2 separate regions of the Mus musculus genome follow, and region 1 is linked to region 2. The links are chromatin contacts, called in public Hi-C maps. All regions are on one chromosome and are shown on one strand. Each heading gives the region's core, a stretch centred on a gene start, on an enhancer-like site or on the middle of the called end of the contact. The rest is flanking DNA. Distances are from core to core; before and after follow the strand shown.

Region 1 (2,914 bases), core at 140-2,639, 410 kb before region 2:
AATGAACCAAGTTGTTCTGTTTCAAAGAATTGGAAAAAGCAGTGTGTGCAGTCAAGCACGGTCACTGTCGCAGTGTTTAAAGTCTGGGTAGGGAGGAGAAATGGTCCAAATGTCCAGGTTAGGAGACTGGCTCATAAGAGGTGAGCTATCACATACATGTTAAAAGCATCAGTGTTCATTGTTATTTCTAATATTTCAGAATGTGTCTGAGATGTAAGTCTCAACCTCATTCAAGTCTCCAGCAACTAATTTAAGCTCCGAACTTCCTGTGGCCTTGTTTGAGGATGAACATCATGCCTAGGACTGTCTCACAGGGTACTCAGCTATGTCAAGTAAATTAATATACATAAAGAGGGCCTGAGACGATGTGAGGCGTGGTGCATATTACATTTGTCCATTAATATCACTCCATGCTTAAAGCACACACACACATACACACACATACAAACACACAGACACACACACACACAACTCAGAACAAAATGTGTCTATCATCTCTCTCTGCTAGAGGGAAATATTGCTTGAAATACTATAGTATCTCTCTCAAAATAGATACAAAAATGAGTTCCTGGAAACCTGTTGGCTGAGGCTAAAGACAGAGAGTAGAGGTCATTATTATTTTGTTCCAGTATGCATAATATGTTTTAATTGTAAAAGAATATGACAGTAATATTGTATAAAACATATTTCCTAAATCACTCTGAGGCAGATTTACTCGAGATATTATTAAGAAATCAAACACGATAACAGTTTTTGTTTTCCTCAGATGTGAGGAGCCCCGTGGTAGTGAGAAAGTCTGCACAGACTCCACTCCAAACACAGTAACAGGGACATCAGTGTGGAATTGGACCACGGCCTACAAAGGGAAAGAGGTCCCAGGTATTTTAAAAAGAATGGGCCAAAATGGAGCCAACACCATTTAAAAGGAAATAACAAAACCAAAATGTTTCAGATTATTAATATTTATAGCAGTTTAGTTTTAAAATAAACTTTTATTTTATTAGCATGCTGAACATCTTATTTAATAACTTCAATCCACTGACTATTTATGACTTGTAAAATTGTTACACAGAAAATAATTATATTTATGTAATATTAAATATTCCTAGATAAAATTAACAACATATCGGTTCCTTAATTTAATAAATATTATTTTAAGATATTAAATAGGTCAAATTTGATCCATAAAATATTTGTTAAAATTAGACTGTTTACCACTGTGACTCTGGCATGGTGACTTTGGAGTGGCCTCTGTTTCTTTATTTGTCACATACACTCCAGCCTTGAGAATGGAGGGAAGTGAACAGCAGGACCCAGCAGTGCATCATGGTAAACTATCAGCTCTATCCTGCAATAAATCCTCAGGGACCATTTGTTTCTCCTACAGACTGCTCCAGCCTCCCGTGCAGTGGGGGAATTGGTTACCAGCGAAGTAACACTTAGGCATAGGAGACACCTACTTTTCTTTCTTTTCTTTTCTTTTCTTTTCTTTTCTTTTCTTTTCTTTTCTTTTCTTTTCTTTTCTTTTCTTTTCTTTTCTAAGTTAGCCAAAGGAAAACAAAAGACCTACTATGTTACCAGCATTTTGAAACACAGTAACTGACAAAAGCATTTCCGACAGAAAACAAACCCCTCTAATTCCCCAGGAGACCAAATCACCGCACAGCTTTCCTTCCTCCAGAAGCATGCCCGGCAACTGTCCAGTGTTCTGTGATGACCAAGCAGCAGTCGCTCTGTGTCAGCCCTGTGAAAATCAGCCGTGCTAAGTTGATCAAGTCATGGTGGAGATGTCCAGCCAGAATGTAATTAGCACTGACAGGTACTGGGATTTTAAAAACCAAATCAGGAAAACCACATAAAACTACAGCCTAATGTAAAACCTCCTTGAGAGCTGGCGGGGAAGTGGACTGCGCGACCCATGGGGTCCCTGTTCCAGCTTTAATTGCTGTTATTCTCTGGGATGTGATATCTTAATCAGAAACAATAGCTTGTTTAATTGACTAAGATTGGGGGAGGGCTGCCACCTCTCAAAGATATCAGGACTGCACTCAGAGCAGATGAGCTCTGGGGTGAAATTAAGAGGACTCTTTAGACAGTGTGGCTCAGGGCATTGTGGGATTGCTGTGCAGCAGAGGGCTGGGACCTTCCTTATTTGAAGGATTTAAGAGCCTTGAGATGACGATTCTGCTCAGAGATGGCATTCAGAACACTCTCTGCAGGATTCTCTCTCTCTCTCTCTCTCTCTCTCTCCTCTCTCCCCATTGTGTGTGTGTGTGTGTGCACACGCGCACATGTGCGTGCATGCACACACAGGCATGCATATATGTATGTGTGGTATCTTCTCACTCTTTGTGTGGATGAATACACTCTTACATGCATGTGTAGAGGACAGAGAAAGAATGTTGCTGTCTTCCTCGTTGATCACTCTCCTTATTGTTCCTTTGAGACAGGTTCTCTCACTGAACTTGGAACAAGGCTGGCACTCAGCCAGCCCAGTAGACCCTCCTGTTTCTGCCCCAGACAGTGCTAGTGTTAGAGGTGCCTATAACCATTCCCTTTTTTAACTAGGGGGTCTGAAATCAGGTCTTCGTGCTTGTACAACAAGTACGGGGTCATCTCCTTAGATCCTGTGTCACCTTTTATTAGTCAGGTTGGATGATCTGTTTTGTAAAACTAAAAATGTTTGTTATTATAATTCATGTATATGGTGTCTCAGAGAAGTTTTCAAAGGACATTGACATATATTACTTTTATGTCTGGAATGATAAATGCTATGAAATAGAGTTTATCATCATCTGAAATGTTCAGACCTGATCGCTAAGCCAGAGGTGGTCCATTTTCCACAAGTCACCAGCACACAACAAAAAAACCCACCTGAAGAAGGAATAAGAAGGATTCTCTTTCGAAAACATAT
Region 2 (2,814 bases), core at 105-2,604:
CCATCAAGCCAGGGATTCTTCTCGTCCCTAGGTGCCACAAGCCCTTCTCTCCTGAATAAAAATAACGTCTCCTAGGAGCATGACTGTCCCCGACTGAGTGCCAAGGGTCACAAATCTCACCTTCCCGGCTTCCCTGCTGGGGTGTGACATCATGGGTTTTCTGCAGCCTGTGAGGTACCAGCCCAGGAGGCATGTAGTGCTTGAATCCCTGGCCATCAGTGCATGGATGTATTTGTAACCTCATTTGCTCTGTTTCTGTTGGGGAAAATCTTTCTGTCTGTCATTGCCAGACACCAGCGATCAAGACCTAACGGACCCAGCACCATCTTTCTGGAACGTTCTACCTCTCTCCCCAGTGGCAGCATCGGCTGCTCTCCCTGACCTTCGCGGCTACCCAGTGATGATCCCTCATCTTAGAACATCCACATTGGCCCACCAATCCTCACTGCCCTCCAGAGAGCCTCTGGCCTCACCTTCAGCAGAAAGTCACACAGCAGCCTACACGGAGACTCTGCCCTGCAGGTCTAAAGCCAACAATTGATTTGCTGAATTTTTGTATAAAAAGAGAAAGCAAAGAGGGTCTTTGCCCCAGACCCTCACTTCACTGCCTCACACCCAGTCAAACGCAAGCTGAAACACTGACATGATGGTGATTTTGCCAGTCCCAGGTCCATCTGGCAAAGAGATCTATTGATGAGATTCTACGGAGTCACAGTAGGCCATATTTCAACTGTACAAATGTCACCTCTGGGCTTTGCTTATGAAATCAAAAAAAAAAATCTTACTTTTTTGGCATGTCGGTTAAAGAAAAAAAAAGGACTGAAAACGTAATTCACTGATTCTTCATGTATGCTTGCCTTAGGTTATTATCATCGAGAACTTTCCAGAACATTTTGCACTAATAATGACATCCCCCACCAGCAGCCCCTGCAAGAGACGAATGAAGGCTCTTTTAAAAACTTTAGCTATTGCTGTCTTGTTAAACACATTCCTGGTACCTCGGGACCAGCCCCCCACGCAGATGAGAACCTCCACAGAGATAAGACAGGCTCTCCCAACAGCAGCAGGGAAAGTGCCCCTAGGTCCCCCGTTCCGTGGGTAGCACAGGTGAAAATCAAAAGCAGTACGTTGGAAAGCAAGCGCTTAGAGACGTGCGCTGTCTAGGAGATCGTGCGGGTAATCAGGACTTTCCAATCATTGCTTCCATGATGACAAGCAACAGCAAGAAAATGCAGGATGTTGATGCCTAATGGGTTTGCCCTTTGCCAGACAAATCCTTTTACCCACCGCGGGAAAGGCAGGATTTGTACGGGCTCCTGGAGAGAGCGCACACTGCCCTCTTGTGGTGACATGTGCTCATGATTTTATAGACTCCGGGAAACGGTAGAACATTACCACCAAAAGTAGATCAACCCCTGAGACAGATGGGAGTTGACAGCTTCCCGCCCTCTTGACCAGGAAACAAGCTGTTTGTTCCTTTGCTCAATAGCTGGGAGAACTCTGCCAAGACGGAAAAAGTCAGTGTAATTCTTCAAATGTTTGAACTCCATCAAACGGACTAAGAAGTGCACAGGAACTGCAGGCAGAACGGGTGAGTTGCAGTCTAACAGGAACTTCCCTCAGATCTTGAGCTGCCAATAAGGTATAAGAAATGGTCAGGTTTGGGACCAGCGAGATGGCTCAGAGGGCAAAGGGTGCTTGCCACCAAGCCTGATGGCCTAGGTTCTACCCCTGGAGCCCAGATGAAGAAAAGAACCCATGCCTGCAATTTGTCCTCTGACCTCCATAGCACCCTGTGGCCTGTGTGTTTGTGCATATTTGCGCATCACACACACACACACATACACATGTGCACACACACACATACACACAGGCACAGGCACACACACAGGTACATGCACACACATGCACACACACATACATACACAGGCACATGCACACACACATATACACTCACATGTGCATACACATACACACGCACACACAAGCATGCACACAATAAATAAATAAAATTTTTAAAAAACTTTGATATTCAAAATTAACAAGCCCCCCCACACACACACACACACACAAAAGAAGATGGACACTGAGGAGGGAAGAGGGAGGGGCAGAGTTAGGGATCGAGGGAAGAAATTTGGCTGGAACCCCTGCATTTAACTGGAGGTACAACTGATTTTTACCTCCTAAAAAGGATGCATTTACTATTTTCAACTGTCTTCATCTACCCTGTTACAGGCACATCCTAATTTTTGCTAATTCCCCACAGCCAAGAAAGGGAAACTATTCACTTGGCCCCGGCTCTGGGAACTGTTTCTAAGCCGGTGCTGTGGATCTGCGGAAATGCAAATGTCATTTCTAAATTTAGCGTGAGAAAGCCAGAGAATCAGCATTTCTGTTGATGGAACACCTTCTCGGGAAGTAGCACGTGCGGAAGCAAGCAGGCAACGCTTTTCTCTGACACTTGGAACAGTCCAGCGTCTCCCTGGCCAGCCCTGCCTCCGGGAGGGGCTCCCAGAGGATGCGTACCTGCGCAGACCTGAGGCAAGTCTCCTCTCCTTCCTTCCTCGAACAGCACCAGATTGTGACCCTAAGCAAGGCACTTCCTGGGCCTCACCCTCCTCTCCTCCAAAAGAAACAGAAAAACTTCACATCCTAGAGACACCTACATCCTCCGAATGAATCCAGAGGATGGAGACCATTATTTTCTTCATTGGTACAGCCTCTGCTAAGTTGCTGTGTGTCTGTCAGCAACCCCTCTCCCAGCCTGCAAGTTAGCAAGCCAAATCAAGTCATTAGGAGACACACATACACACA

The links. A called contact is a pair of places that touch in the nucleus more often than the background predicts.
Region 1: a Hi-C map of the N1E-115 cell line shows a contact between it and region 2, with 11 times the contacts expected there. The contact joins two enhancer-like sites. A contact is called at or near these places in 4 of 484 Hi-C or Micro-C datasets (the N1E-115 cell line, cortical neurons and uterus) and 2 of 115 datasets of contacts at active chromatin or transcription factors (astrocytes and embryonic basal ganglia).

Annotation. Positions count from the first base shown.
Region 1 is chr2:169,473,761-169,476,674 of GRCm38.p6, reverse strand. The region is part of intron 2 of Gm34112 (a long non-coding RNA gene); the gene reads left to right. All of the region lies in intron 1 of Gm14249 (predicted gene 14249), which reads right to left. Among named protein-coding and RNA genes, the nearest start is that of Gm14249, 13 kb to the right of the region's middle. Within about 2 kb of position 1,389, at least 10 of the 459 cell types and tissues checked have an H3K27ac peak or open chromatin away from gene starts, as enhancers often do. A contact at or near this core is called in the N1E-115 cell line, where this site is marked.
Region 2 is chr2:169,060,266-169,063,079 of GRCm38.p6, reverse strand. No RefSeq gene overlaps it. Among named protein-coding and RNA genes, the nearest start is that of Gm52536, 18 kb to the left of the region's middle. Within about 2 kb of position 1,354, at least 14 of the 459 cell types and tissues checked have an H3K27ac peak or open chromatin away from gene starts, as enhancers often do. A contact at or near this core is called in the N1E-115 cell line, where this site is marked.